Linked DNA regions of Mus musculus: regions 2, 3 and 4 are each linked to region 1. A link is a contact called in public HiChIP or PLAC-seq and promoter capture Hi-C data. All regions are on one chromosome and are shown on one strand. Each heading gives the region's core, a stretch centred on a gene start, on an enhancer-like site or on the middle of the called end of the contact. The rest is flanking DNA. Distances are from core to core; before and after follow the strand shown.

Region 1 (3,529 bases), core at 478-2,977:
GGCACTCAAGCATGTTGTGTGTAAGCCAGCATCCATGTACTCTTTCATTACTCTTAGTTGTTTCTCTGAAGTATCAAGTCTCTCTGAGCCTGGAGCTCCTTGTTTTGTAGTTCTCTACCCCAACTCACCCCACCCCAACCCAGGCTAAGAGTTTTCAAAACCTGAGTGACTCCCCTATCTCCTCACCCCACCCCACCCCACCCCACCTCACCCCCACAGTGTTGTAGTTACTGGTACTGCAAGTCTTGTTGTTGCATGAATTTGGGGGTCCAAACTCAGGTCCTCGTACTTGCACGACAAGCACTGTTAATCAGTAGCCCGTATCTCCAACTCTTTTCAGATCTGTATTCTCCTGTACTCTGGAAATAAACTAACTTTGGAACTTGCTAGCTTTATGGTTGTGCTACACTGCTGTTTTTGTAGGCTGACTTGAAGGGACTCTAAGGTCACGTGACGCTGCCTAGGCCACGTAATGGCTTTGTTCAGGTATTGGGTTGACAACCGGATGCACTAGCTCCTGGTATCCTGGTTCTTGGCACTCCCCTATCTTCCTGTCTCCCTTCAGCTTCCTGAGTCTTTCCCTGGTCCTTTTTTCCATTTTGTATAAAGGCTTCTCTAAGTAGCATTCCAAGTACAATTTGAGATTTACCGCTTAAAAACAAAACACATTTACCAGGATTTGTGGGAAACAAGAGTGGCCGCTTACCCAGACAGGGTTCCCGGCCTTCATCTTGTCTTTCTTATTTTGCTTTCTTATTTCAGGGGCCAGACCAGTCTTTAGGCACTGTTTGACCTTAGTTTGAGCTTATCAGGTTTAAAAAATTCCACTCCCTTATTTACTGCTTCGAATCTATCAGTGTAGAACAGGGTGACCTTGAAACTTCTGAGTCTCAGCCTTCTGAGTGCTGGCATTACATTATGCCGGGATTAATGTCCTTCTTGGGGACTGGACCCAGGACTTTATGAATCCTAGGCAATCAATCTACCAACTGAGTTACATCATCATTTTTTGTTTGTTTTTTGAGGGCTACTGTGTAGCCCTGGCTGTCAACTCACTCTGTAGACCAGTGGCCTAGAACTCAGAAATCCCGCCTGCCTCTGCCTCCACCACGCCTGGCTAAAAAGCCTTTTGTTTTGTTTTGGTTTTGTTTTGTGTTTTTTTCAAGACAGGGTTTCTCTGTATAGCCCTGGCTGTCCTGGAACTCACTTTGTAGACCAGGCTGGCCTCGAACTCAGAAACCCGCCTGCCTCTGCCTCCCAAGTGCTGGGATTAAAGGCCTGCGCCACCACCGCCCGGCTCTCCCTTGGTTTTTAAAGATAAGGTCTCATGTAGCCCAGGCTGGCCTCGAGCTCCTGATTCTCCGCTCTCCATTTGCCAAAGGTCAGGATTACAGATGTGTACTGATTCATTTGAGACGTTTATTAAAGGTTTCTAGAAATGAATTTCCAGGGATCACAGTGATGCACTGGATTGGCTGTCTTACAGCATAGGCAGTTTTGTCTCCTCCCTGCCGTCCCAACGACTGCCTTCACTGCGCCAGAACAGCTAAAATCGTTTCCGGAGTCCCTCCCCGCAGAGAAGCTGGGTCAGAAAAGCCGGAAACCCACACCTCCTCCCCAGAGCTCCCCTACTACGCCTGCGCGTCACTCGGCGGCGGCGCGCTCGCCCGAGGCATTGTGGTTATTGTAGTCTCCCCATATCCTTGGCGCCCACAGTCCCGTGACGCCGCCGCGCCTCAGCCCCACCCCGCAGTGTCCCTCGGGGCCGCCGCGGGGCCTGCGAACCGGGCGCGGCGTTCAGGCCAGTCAGCTGTTTCTCCCTGGGCAGAGGGCGGAAGCCCGAGCAGCCTGGGGCGGAGCTTCGCGCGGAACGAACGCCCACCCGTCCTACGTGCTCGTTCGTCTCCGTTCGCTGCGCGCGAGCCGGGAGTCCCCGCGGCGGGCGGCGGTGGCGTTGGCGGAAGGCGGTGGAGAGAAGCCCGCGGCTGCCGCGGCGACAGCGAAATGGCGGAGACGGTAGCGGACACCCGGCGGCTCATCACCAAGCCGCAGAATCTGAATGACGCCTACGGGCCGCCCAGCAACTTCCTCGAGATCGACGTGAGCAACCCGCAGACCGTGGGGGTCGGCCGGGGCCGCTTCACCACCTACGAGATCAGGGTCAAGGTGAGGCGTCCGCCCCTCTCCCGCATCCCTCGCTCCGGGGCCGCCAAGTCCCGCCGGACCCCGGCGCGGGGCCTTGAGGTCTCAGCGGCCGCCCAGGCCAGACGCCCCTGCGAGGCAGCTTGTCTGCGGGCGGAGGCGTGAGCCAGGGTTTCGCTCGCTCTCCGTGGACAGTTTGTATGGGGACCAGCTCGCTGGCTCCGGTAGAAGGTGCTGGAAGACGAGGGCGTGGGTTGAGCTCTGCTAGCCGAGATCTCAGGCAGCTGATCTGGGCTTGACATTTGAGTTGAAGAGGTAGATCTTTCGAGAACACTGTTCTCCGAAAAGAGAGCTAGGTGTGACTGAGGAAGAAAGGGGGAGGGGGGCGTGTGTGCGCAAAGTTGAAGCCCTCTCTCCCTCCCTGTCTCTTTTTTTTTTTTTTCCTGGACGCTTACCAAGACGTAGTGAAGCCAAGCTTAGCTGCTCTTTCCAGGCCTGTCTCAAGCTACAGTAAGAGTATCCTGGGCCGTACACGTCTGTGAGCAGAACTTGATGGCGAGTTCACGGGAGCGCGTCAGATTTTTGTGGTAGGGCTCAACCAAGCGGTTAGCAGCGATGAGAAATGGTTGACCTTAGCATGCTTGGCTGTCCTGCTGAAGGCCTAGGTGTGTGGAATGTCATCTTCCTCAGTGTCCAAAAAAGCAACTGCCCGGGACTAGGGAACCCTACTCATCTAAGTGTCTGGCTTTAGCTTTTTCACTTCAACTGAAAAAAGGAATAGGGTGAAGTAGAAACGTACTCTTAGAATCCCATAACTAATGGGGTTTTGGCAGTAAGTAATTTAGATGATTCGAGGGACACTAAATGAAAGTACTGCTTTTTTTACTCTGTAGAGCAGGATGGAAGGGTTTTTCCACATTTGAAAAAAAAACTTATTAAATTAATTCATTGCTAAAAATTAAATATTAAATAGTAACCATGAGAATTTTGGCCTTAGAGGACTCATGATCATTGTTAACATTAGCCTTTTTTTTTTTTTTTCGAGACAGGGTTTCTCTGTATAGCCCTGGCTGTCCTGGAACTCACTCTGTAGACCAGGCTGGCCTCGAACTCAGAAATCCGCCTGCCTCTGCCTCCCGAGTGCTGGGATTAAAGGCATGCGCCACCACGCCCAGCTTAACATTAGCTTTTATGTGAAGGAATTTCTTATTAAAGTAAGCACTTTTTGTGTGGTAAACAGAATTTGCCATCCTAGTCATTTTTAAGTTGTACGGCCCAGGAGTGCTGTATATATTTAGCTTGTGAAACTTACACACTTTTAAAGAATGGTTGAACTAATCAAACTTTTTTCCCCTATGAGATAGAATCTCATATGTAGGCTCCTGAC
Region 2 (3,529 bases), core at 768-3,267, 930 kb before region 1:
CCCTCCCACTTCCCCCACACTGGTCCAGATTTTCCCAGTAAGCACCACTGCCTTCTCAGGACTGCTCCGTGGCAGCATTTACCTCTGAGCCTGGACTGTTCCATGGCGGCATTTACACCTGAGCTAACTACACTAACAGTGTTGGCTGGGGGATTACACTAACAGTGTTGGCTGGGGGAACAGAAGATTGCTCTGGGCAATGATTGTTCAAGAGAGCCAGTCTTGGGTGAGGCTTGATGGGTGCCAGGGCTTATTATGTGTGCCATGGTTTTATAGGAGTGGCCCACCACACCGACACCATTTGTTTTGTATCAGGCACAAAGTATTTTGGAGGTTTCTAAAACACCAATTTTGTTGGTGAGCGCCTATTTACTCTGAGACTGACACCCAAGAGTTGCACACAGGGACACTCAGCTCCTAGCTCTATGCCCTGCTCCTACATGCTCCCTCCCCACCCCCACTCTCTACTCACGCTCTGCTGTGCCTTCCCCTGCCTGTCTTCATGTTGCCAGCTCCTCTTGTGTTTCAAGATGTGGCCCCAACAACACCTCTATCAGGCCTTCATGTGCCCTCTACTCATAAATAGATACATGTATTTTTTTTTTAGCTTTCTTTTTAATAGACTCCATCTCTGTCTCAAGGGAAAAAAATATTAGCACCAGTGGTGGATGGAGACTGGTTTACTAGAAACTGGGAAAAGACTGGACAACGACATGAGTTTTTAAAGAAAGACTGCCAGGTTGACCTGATTTTCTCAGGAAATAGAGCAGCAGGATGCTCGAGAACCGGAAGAGCATGCTGGAAGAGCATGGCTGTGTGGCAGAATAACTGCGTGCTCCAGGCCCATGTCTTTGGCAGCTGCACAGCCTGGGAGGTCTAGTGTGGCAGCTTGGGGACTTGGGATTTGTCCTGACTTCACAGCTACTAATGACTTAAACAAGGATGCTTAGAGCTCAGAGCATCAAGAGGCTAAAGAATGGCCCAAACTGACCAAGAAGACAGATGGTGGGACAGTACAGTGTCCGAGGACAACATGTGTGAGCAGACAACATGCGTGAGCAGACAACAGGTGAGCAGAGGCTGGCGTCTCCAAGGTCTCCAAGCACTTCCTGAGCTGCAGATACACCTGATAGAGATTTGCCCCGCCTGCAAATCCTACTTTCCTTCCTACAAGATGTTATCCTTAGCTGGGTGTGGTGACACACGCCTATGACCTAGCAGCTGGGAAATAGAAGCAGGAGGATGGTAGAGTTGGTGACCTCAAAGTGAAAACAACATTCCGTGCCCTGCCAAAAATCAAAGATCCTTATCCTCAGCGATGGGCTGAGCAACAGTGTGCAGCTCGTGTGTGTGTGTGTGTGTGTGTGTGTGTGTGTGTGTGTGTGTGTGTGTGTATGGTGCTTTTATATATATATATATATATATATATATATATAATGCTCACACACACACACACACACACACACATATATATATGAGCAGGAATTCATACATACATACAGATGTATATATGTGTGTATATATACACACACACACTTACACACACACATCACAAAACTTATTCTTTTAACTGTCATCAAATACAGAACAGTGGCAGCATCATGACCACATGACAAATCTCTTTCCATCTCACAAAATAAAACCAGTACCCACTGAATACTAATTTGCCCTTTCTGTCCCCACCCATGGAAACCACCATCCCACCTTTTTTCTCTGAGAGTCTTCAGGGAACCTGAGAAATATCAAATTCAGGATCCTTACACTCGTTTTACTCTGCATCATGGCTCATTGTGTGGCACCGTGTGGCAGAATGGCCTTTCTTTTTTGTTTTTGAGGATTAATACACTATTTTTATTTGTGCATACTATTTTTATTTATGTGTGTATGCCGGCACGGGTTCATGTACACCACTGAAAGCAAACATATTTGTAAGCCGCCCAGTGTTGGGGACTGCTGCGAGAGCAGCAAGCACTCTTCATTCCTGAGCCATCTCCAATCTTTAAAGCAAGGCACAGTGGGTTTTGATTTAAGGCCCCTGCCCCTGGGAGATGGGGCCTCTCATCAGCACACACAGTGATGCTTCAGTGTAAATGAACACCGAGTAAGTATATGACTACATCTGTATCTGGGGGAAACGGATCTCCAACCACACTTGAGAATCCTCTACCTCATAACTAAGGGTTAAAATGTTTAATGTAAAAATTATGGGAACATTTCCAAAAACTTAAGAAAAATGTAAACCTGAAGAAAACAATATCCACCCAAAATTGAGCACATTTTTCCAAAACAGATTTTTTTTTAAGTTTTAAATTTCATTTATTTATTTACTAACTTAAAAAAAAAAAAAAAGAAAAGAAATACAGTCTTTCTTTCTGTGTAGTCCAGGCTAGTTTGGAGTTCTTGTCTCCTTTCCTCTAACTAACTGACGAATGTGTGTAAGTTTGTACGTGGAGGTCAGAGGGCAACCTGCTGGAGTCTGTTTTCTCCTTCCACTGTGTGGGTTCTGGGGATCAAACTCAGGTCACCAATCTTGGCAGCAAGCCCCTTTACTTACTCAGCCATCTCACTGCTCCCTGGGGTGGAACTCATTTTCCTCCCTTTTCATTGCGTGTGTGTGTGTGTGTGTGTGTGTGTCTGTGTGTGTCTGTGTGTGTCTGTGTGTGTCTGTGTGTGTGTGTGTGTCTGTGTTTGCATATGCATGTGAGCATGCCATGGTGTTTGTGTGTGGGTTTGATGGAACAATGTTCATGAGTTGGTTGTCCACTTTCACCATGGGACCCACAGATGGAACTCAGGTCACCCACACTTGGCTGCAAGCACCTTTACTCACTGATCCATCTTACTGGCCCCCTGGCCTGGAACTTTTAGTCTACCTGCCTGAGCCTCCCGAGTGCTAGGATTACAAGTGTGTACCACTGTGCCTAGCAGGACAGATTTTCTTCTTTTTTTTTTTTTTATTGTAATAGTTGCATGGAGATGATTTGTCTGTCAAGCACTTATTAATGAATGACCCTGAGCCTGGTGTCCAAGCATGAATGTGTGCTCCCTCATGCCGCCTTCTCAGACATAAGAGTCATTCAAAATGAATTCTTTCAATTTTAGCAACTGCTTCCTGCCAAGGGTAAATACTGTTAAACACTACATTTTAGGGTGGTAAAGAGCTCAGATAGCTTTTCTGATATACACAAATGTAAAATTATTGGTGCTACTTCTGCTGTGGAGGAAATGTGGGGGGGGGAATGAAATGCTACTCTTTGATGCTGTTAGCCTGTTACTAGCTTTTCCCCCTCAAACTGTACACTTCAAAAATATTTCCTACGCTGGGCAGTGGTGGTGCAGGCCTTTAATCCCAGCACTTGGGAGGCAGAGGCAGGCGGGTTTCTGAGTTCAAGGCCAGCCTGGTCTACAGCATGAGTTCCAGGACAGCCAGGGCTACACAGAGAAACCCTGTCTCGCAAAACCAAAAACAAACAAACAAAAAGTTCCTAGTTCAGTGTATCATAGGCCTTTTTCATTTTTCTCTCTTTAA
Region 3 (3,529 bases), core at 482-2,981, 790 kb before region 1:
TGGGTCAAGCACTGTGCCGGATGCCACAGGATGAGCAGAAAGAGAAACTTGCGCTCAGACCTCTCAGCCTATGTGAAGACAAAAATAACCAGTGAACTCAAGGCTAGCTTGTGCTCCAGGAGATGTTTCAACAAAGGAACCCCACACAAAAGTGTGCTGGGTACAGAAAACACCTAGCAGAGACAGCTAGACTAGATCTGGGAGGCAGCAGAGTAAACAGGCCAGAAGACCAAAGAAAAGCTCAACAAGCCAAATCCACAGACGCCTCGGAAGAGAATGGTCAAGATTTGCACCTCAACCCACTGTGGTGGTGCACACCTGCAGTACCAGTACTACAGAAGTGGAGGCAGGAGGACTCCCAGTTTGGGGACAGCCTAGAGAAACAATGTGTGTGTGGCCTAAAGTTTCTTTCCACGGAATTAGATTTCCCTTTCCTTCACAGGCTTATTGGGTGTCGTCTCCTTATTTACACAGACTCACCGAATTCCTGTTTGATACAAGAAACACTAAATGTCACAGGCAATTCGAGTGCTCAGTTTGCACACCCACCCGGTGATGATTACTATCTATGCCGAGAGGTTTGTAAATGCCTACTTAACCACTTTAGCAGAAAGCAGCAGAGAAGAAAGCTGTTCTATTGTTCTTACGCTCTGAGGCAGCTCTGTGACAACGTAGGACCGTCCGTGATCAGGTCAACAGTCTGGGTCGTAAGTTGAAAGGGCACCAGGTTGGGTGTCTGGAGATCAGAGGCTTCGTAACCACTACTCTGAAATGATTCCATCTAATTCTCCTCACTTGATCAAGTATGATAGGACACCGGAAGAGGAATGCTCCCTGGAGACGAGCAGGCAGGATCCAAGCAACCCTCGGGGGCACTGGTCGGGCTAACTGATTTACACGGTAAGTCATTCTCGGGCAAGTGATTGTTTCTTATTCGTCCTCAGCTCATTTTAACAGAAAGATGCAGCGGTGCCCAAGAAGAGCTTTCATCTTGGATGCTCTTTTGGAGAGGACTAGGGTCCAGCTGGCATTAACCCATATGTCACATCTATGAAATGCTCAGTGACTCAGCTTCAGTTAGCGCTCACTAGCGCTTCAGGAAGTCACTAACAGGTGTTCTTCACGGCACATCAATAACTCCAGCCGTGCATCTGCCCGCCCATGCGTCTTTGGTGAGATGGCTCAGTGGGTAAGGAGCTTGGGCAGCTCTCCGGGACACTCCCATGAACTGCCTCAGCTCCAGATCTGATACGCTGACCTCCATGGGCACTCACACACACACACGGCATCCACATCCACATAACCACAAATAATAAATCATTGTGAAAAAAATCAAACTTGTGTTTAATCTTAGTTTGCTATGGCTTAAAAATACTACTTTATCAACTGGCTATGGTGGCACAAACTTGGTGAGGCAGGAGGATCGTGAATTCAAGGCACGCATGAGGCCCGCGGTGTTCCGTCCCTACCCTGGTACCCCACAGGGTTTTTCAAGCCACCATCCTGAATAGTCTACTGTAGCGTGTCTCTCACGTCAACCTTACATCACCCAAAGCTGACTTCCCTCCAGTCCAGCTCTAACAAAGCAGAAATGACCACCCTGCCAGTGACCTGCTCCAGTACAGTTAATTCTAGAGCCCAACTCCCTCCAGTATTAGAAGACTCACAATACCTGCTGCTCCAAACACAGGACTGCTCTGGCTTCACAGTTTCGTGGAAGTTGAGGCTTGCCTTGGCAAGAATGGTCCGATTCCCCTGCCCCCTCCTCTCTCCCTCCCTCTCTCTTTCTAATTTCTAATTAAAGAGAACCCAAACAATTCTTTTTCAGTGAAGTGAAAAGATTAATGAAATCTTCCTGTTCCAGCAAGGAAGTTGCCCAGCAACTCCGAAGCTGCCCAGAGAACGCCCCCCCCCCCCCCCCCAGGACAGACAGCTTTGGCTCCGCCCACCCAGAGTCAGCGGCTTTGGCAAGCAGGTAACTGTGGAGGCAGATTTGTTTGCGTTAGTAACTGTGGAGTGACAAAACCATTCTTCACAGGTTCCTAGTAACTAAATGTCACCCTAACAACCAAAACAGACTCCAGCAGTAACTTGTGTGTGATCATGTTGTTTCTGCACCACAGGGTTCCACCATAGTCTTTCTCCCTTTAGGAACCTAGGATCCGAAACAAGCAAAAGCAATTTCAATTTCCACAAAGAAAGTAAGCAAATTAGAACACTCCAACTCAGTTACCGAGATTTCTACAGTTTTGGCTTTAGCCCATGTGAACTCATCTTTTACTTTTTCCACCCTGCACATAAACAAAAGCATTTTGCAGTAATTCTCAACCCGTGGATCTCGACCCCCTCCTGCGACCCTTCCACGGGGTTTGCATAACAGGTATCCTGCATATCAGAGATATTTATATTATGATTTGTAACAGTAGCAAAATTAGTTATGAGGTAGCAATGAAATCATTTTATGGTTGGGGGCTCCATAACATGAGGAACTTAACTAAGGGGCCACGGCATTAGGAAGGCTGAGAACCCCTGGTTTACAATTTTCCCTAACTGCTGACCCTTGGCTGGGCACTGTACTCCCCCACAGAAACCTAGTGAGGCAGGATTAGTAGAACCCTCATGTTACAGGGAAACCCAAGGCTCTGTGGAATTCTTGGCTTGTGCAGACAAGACTGATTTTGAACCAAGTCTATTCATATTCACTCTGAAATCTTAAGTGGTTTTTTTTTTCAAACTATCTTATACTTTTATGAGACAATTCTCAATTCTTATTTGAAACATTCAAATAGTTATAAGTGGTTACACTTTTTGTATGGTAATTTGTTTTCCCAATATATTTTCCTTGTTTTTATCCTGAGCTGGGAGTCTGGCCCAGGTCAAACCCTTTACCACTGAGTTAAAAGCCAGCCATCTATTTCACACAAAAATGATTTTATTAGTAAGTGAGCAGGTGTAGACCCTTTCCTAAGTGTTCAGGGCTGAGATAAGGCCCTGGTGGGATTTTTCCCTTTCTTTCTAACCTTAATGACAGAGCTCATATTCCTGTGGAGGAAAGTGAAACTGGAGAGATTACAGGATGGAGTTTGGACAGAATTCACTGCAGACATTTCCAAGGCCAGGAGGCTGACACTTACAGTAGATCCACTGCTTAAACCAGAGGGTTGGGGTTTGGGGGCTTGCGCTCTGCTACGAACAGCTCTAAATACAATCCCCTGTAGCAAACCACCCGTGGCTGGGGCTCCTAGCTGGTGCTTCTCACCATGAAGATGAGTCACACTTGTTCCTTTTTCCAGAAGGTCCACACTTGCGCATACCTTTTGTTTATGTTGCACACCTTTTGATACTTCCTAGGGAAATAGATTGTCCTTTAAAATTGCTTTTCCTAGGCAGGGCATGGTGACCCAAACCTAATCCCAGCTCTCCGCAGGTAGATCTCCATGTGGTCCAGGCCAGCCAGGGCTACCTACTGAGACCCTGTCTCAAATGTATATGTAAAAAAAAAAAAAAAAAAAGTCCTTTTTATAAACAG
Region 4 (3,529 bases), core at 695-3,194, 530 kb before region 1:
CAGGATGTTATCCTCCTGCATCAGGGTGTCGTTCTTCTCGTTCCTGCTGATTTTAAATATCAGTTTGCAGACGTTAAGAAGGTTCTTTCCACTCACTTTAAGCTGCAGAGAAAGAACACACTTGCGTTTCTAAGTAGGAGGAAATAAAGGCCTGGCACCTTGAAGACCTCCACACTCAGGGTACAGGCAGAGGGTTTAAAACATGAGAAACGTTCTAAGGGAACAACCTAGGAAGGTTTAGGCCACCTTTTGTGTCAGCTACCATACCTAACTCAGCTGTACTAAAAAACAATGTTGGCGGCCTTTCAGGTAAGAACGCTTTAACAAACCATTTGTCTCTCACTGGGAAACATTTTGCATTGATGTGTCAAACTATTCGGTACTTTTAAGAGAGTATGTCATTACATAGCAACTGATTTAGAATATACTGATAATCGATGAAGGATACCAAAGTTCAGATTAAACTCACCTAGAAAAGAGTCCACCGAGGAGCGGAAGCAAAGGAAACATGCCCCTCTGCCATTGTATAAAAATGAACTTAAAGCCAGTGCTTTAGACTGTGTCCCGCTTATTCTTGGGGCTATTTCTGGTACCTTGAGATAATCATTGTTCAAAGCTGAAATCACTTTCTAAACCACACAGCAATATCTAAGTCAATTAAGCACAAGGCAATAAGGAAGAACAATTTCCTTTATAAAAATAGAGTGGCTGGCTGACCAAGGGTCTACTTTAACTGCACATTTATCTAAAGTGGTAAAATATGGTCACTAATGGGGAAACATCTAATAAAGTTCAGAATAGCAAAACTCTTCAAATGAAGTGAGCATCCCAGAAGAGAAAATGACTTGGTTTTGTTTGTTTTGTTTTGTTTTATGGAGACAGGGCCTTACTGTGTAGATCAGCAGGACCTTGGATTTACAGAGCTTCACCTGCCCCTGCTCCTAGAGTGCTGGGATTAAAGCCAGCGCTCTTTAGATAACCTGCAGGAGTTGGTTCCCTCTTTCTATACTGTGGTCAAACTCAGGCTATTAGCCTTGAAAATAAAAACATCTGTAATTTCTGGTTCAGATTGTGTGCCCTCTGCGACAGTGTGAAAACCAGTCTGTAGGAATGGGCTCCTCTGAACAAATAAAGACTTCTGCGTGAAAATGATGGCACAGGGGTCATTATTTTCCTATTTAAAAAGTTATTTCCGATATACTTTATTGGGCTTTCAGTTAACTTTTTAAAAAGATAGTCGAATATATCCGAGTTATCTGTTAGAGCCACAAATACCACCGAGCACTTAACTGCTCACGGGCTGAGCTGTTCCCTGAGGGAGAAAGAAAGATGGGCATGTTGTCTGTGGCTGGCGAGGCAGAGGAAGGAGCATGATGGAGCATCTGCACCTACTGCGCCTGCTCTGGGCCTGGGCACAGCAATCTGAGAAGCAGCCCATTGGGCATGCGCCTGGCTCTGCAGCAAGAAGTGAAGGGGGTGGGGGGCTTAGACCCACCCACAGAGCTGTCGGTCTCCCACCTCCTGCTCTGGGAATGCCAAGTCCCCAGCCCAACTTGTGTTTTAATAACTTGCCAGGGCATTTACAGGACAGAGTAGGGATTCCTTCTGCTCTCAGGAAGAAAAGAAAATGGGAAGTTAAAATTAAGACAGTGATTATGACAACATGGCTTTAAATCCCAGCAAAGGAGCTGACTGAAGCAAATTGAAAGCCCCTTCCACATCTGGGCGAGGGCGGAGTGCGCTGGCAGGCTCTACTGCATGGGCTTGAGACCAAAATCTCTGAGTTGCTCATCTTCCTACTGCAGTGGGTAGCTTATGGTCTACACTTGACAAAACACCCCAATAAGTGGTCCCAAAGCACCTCACTCCATCTCCCACCTCAACTTGTGTGAAAAGCAGAAAAAGAAATAGCAACAAAATCAAACAACAACACAAGTATCCAAGTTTCATCAGAACAACATCAACAGCTTGGAGCACTGTGCCAGCACTGGGGAGGACAGAGGTGCTGGCTGGCTGGTCACTGTCTCTTCTCTAGAGTTCAGTGATGGATCCTGGGACTTTGGTTGTCTTGTTTAGAGGTTCCCAAGGCTGGGATGAATTTCCTTCTTTTCTTTTCTCTTCTTTTCTTTTTTTCTTTCTTTCTTTCTTTCTTTCTTTCTTTCTTTTTTTTTTTTTTTTTTTTTTTTTTTTTGAGACAGGGTTTCTCTGTGTAGCCCTGGCTGTCCTGGAACTCACTTTGTAAACCAGGCTGGCCTCGAACTCAGAAATCCTCCTGCCTCTGCCTCCCAAGTGCTGGGATTAAAGGCATGTTCCACCACGCCCGGCTGGGATGTATTTCTGCCAATGCATGTTTTCCTGGTAGGGTAGTTTTTCTGTTTACATTAAAAAATGATGCTTTTGGCGGGGGCACCTTTTTTCCCATCACTTGGGAGGCAGAGGCAGGCAGATATCTGTAGTTCGAGGCCAGCCTGGTCTACAGAGTGAGTGCTAGAACAGCCAGGGCTACACAGAGAAACCCGGTCTCAAAACAACAGAAACACAAAGCAAAACAAAAAAAGATGCTTTGGTTTTGTTTACTTGTTTTCCAAGTTAAAGAAGTTTGAGATCACTCCAGTTTCCCACTCTACCTAACCACAAAGGGCACATAGGACATGTCCATCTGGTTGTTAGCCCTCTGCCAAGGCTGCTAGAGTTTAACCCTTCCTGAATATGGCTGCACTCCTGCAGAGTATCTCTGTACTCTTTGAACACTCTTAATACAGACTGACATATTTTCACAAGTTTTTTTTTTAAAAAGGATTAAAATTAAAATGGCTATCTAACATCTCTATGGAGCCAAAGAATTCAAGAAATCCAAATAACTCACATGCTTACTGCATGTTTTTAAATAAATACTGTTAAATGGTTGGACTGTAATATCAAACTGGTGGGCAGAAAAAAAAAACAATAGCAAGAAGAGGAGATTCAGTGTAGAGCTTTGGCCTCTGTATAGCTTCAGTCTTGGTTTGTATTACTGCCACAGTTCCTTTTATTCTAATTAATTAGTTTATTTTTATCTTATGTACACTGGTGCTCTGCACGAATGTCTGTGTGAGAGTGTCAGCTCCTCTGGGAAGGCACTGCAGTTGTGTCGTTGAGAATTGAACCAGGGATCTTTGGAAGAACATCCAGTGCTCGGAATCGCTGAGCCATCTCTCCAGCCCCGTCCTCCACAGTTCTTATGATATGGTGACCTGAGAATGTATATGGAACCACATCCTAAAGCCACATTTGAACAGGATCTCCCCTGGGATGTTACTGGAGATCCAAGTGGCCAGTTGGAAGTTGGAAGTGGCCATGGCTTGGAAAGTCCCTTCTGACCTGGCAACTCTGTATCGAGTAAGAAGGTACCCACCTGGCACTACTGAGATGGCTCAGTGGTTAGACACTCTGGCTGCTTTTGCAGAGGACCCAGGTTCAGTTCCAACACCCGAATGTTGGCCCACAGGCACCTGTAACTCCACTTCCAGGGGAATCTGGTGCTGTCTTT

The links. Promoter capture Hi-C pulls out the DNA fragments that hold promoters and counts their contacts. HiChIP or PLAC-seq counts read pairs in DNA pulled down with a chosen protein or histone mark. Capture Hi-C pulls out chosen DNA fragments and counts their contacts.
Region 2: a contact with region 1 is called in a promoter capture Hi-C map of liver, with 2.7 times the contacts expected there. The contact joins the promoter of 5730435O14Rik here to the promoter of Snx3 in region 1.
Region 3: a promoter capture Hi-C map of pancreatic islet shows a contact between it and region 1. The contact joins the promoter of Ccdc162 here to the promoter of Snx3 in region 1. A contact is called at or near these places in 1 of 39 promoter capture datasets (cranial neural crest), 1 of 115 datasets of contacts at active chromatin or transcription factors (pancreatic cancer cells) and 1 of 9 other capture datasets (pancreatic islet).
Region 4: an H3K4me3 HiChIP or PLAC-seq map of bone marrow-derived macrophages shows a contact between it and region 1, with 7 times the contacts expected there. The contact joins the enhancer-like site here to the promoter of Snx3 in region 1. A contact is called at or near these places in 5 of 39 promoter capture datasets (the 3T3-L1 cell line, the C10 cell line, cranial neural crest and 1 more), 3 of 484 Hi-C or Micro-C datasets (the HPC-7 cell line, bone marrow-derived macrophages and cortical neurons), 6 of 115 datasets of contacts at active chromatin or transcription factors (CD8 T cells, bone marrow-derived macrophages, lineage negative bone marrow cells and 3 more) and 2 of 9 other capture datasets (adipose tissue and liver).

What each region holds. Positions count from the first base shown.
Region 1 is chr10:42,500,327-42,503,855 of GRCm38.p6, forward strand. Snx3 (sorting nexin 3) reads left to right here and starts at 1,728. Exons shown (of 4, transcript NM_017472.4): 1 at 1,728-2,166. The coding sequence starts at 2,005.
Region 2 is chr10:41,565,999-41,569,527 of GRCm38.p6, forward strand. It overlaps 5730435O14Rik (RIKEN cDNA 5730435O14 gene), which reads left to right and starts at 2,018. Exons shown (of 4, transcript NR_045341.1): 1 at 2,018-2,101. The region is part of intron 37 of Ccdc162 (coiled-coil domain containing 162); the gene reads right to left.
Region 3 is chr10:41,714,732-41,718,260 of GRCm38.p6, forward strand. It overlaps Ccdc162 (coiled-coil domain containing 162), which reads right to left and starts at 1,732. Exons shown (of 48, transcript NM_001358562.1): 1 at 1,673-1,732.
Region 4 is chr10:41,966,702-41,970,230 of GRCm38.p6, forward strand. Armc2 (armadillo repeat containing 2) reads right to left here. Exons shown (of 18, transcript NM_001034858.3): 9 at 1-102. All of the region lies in intron 2 of Gm33058 (a long non-coding RNA gene), which reads left to right. Among named protein-coding and RNA genes, the nearest start is that of Gm33058, 9.6 kb to the left of the region's middle. Within about 2 kb of position 1,945, at least 18 of the 459 cell types and tissues checked have an H3K27ac peak or open chromatin away from gene starts, as enhancers often do. A contact at or near this core is called in adipose tissue and bone marrow-derived macrophages, where this site is marked.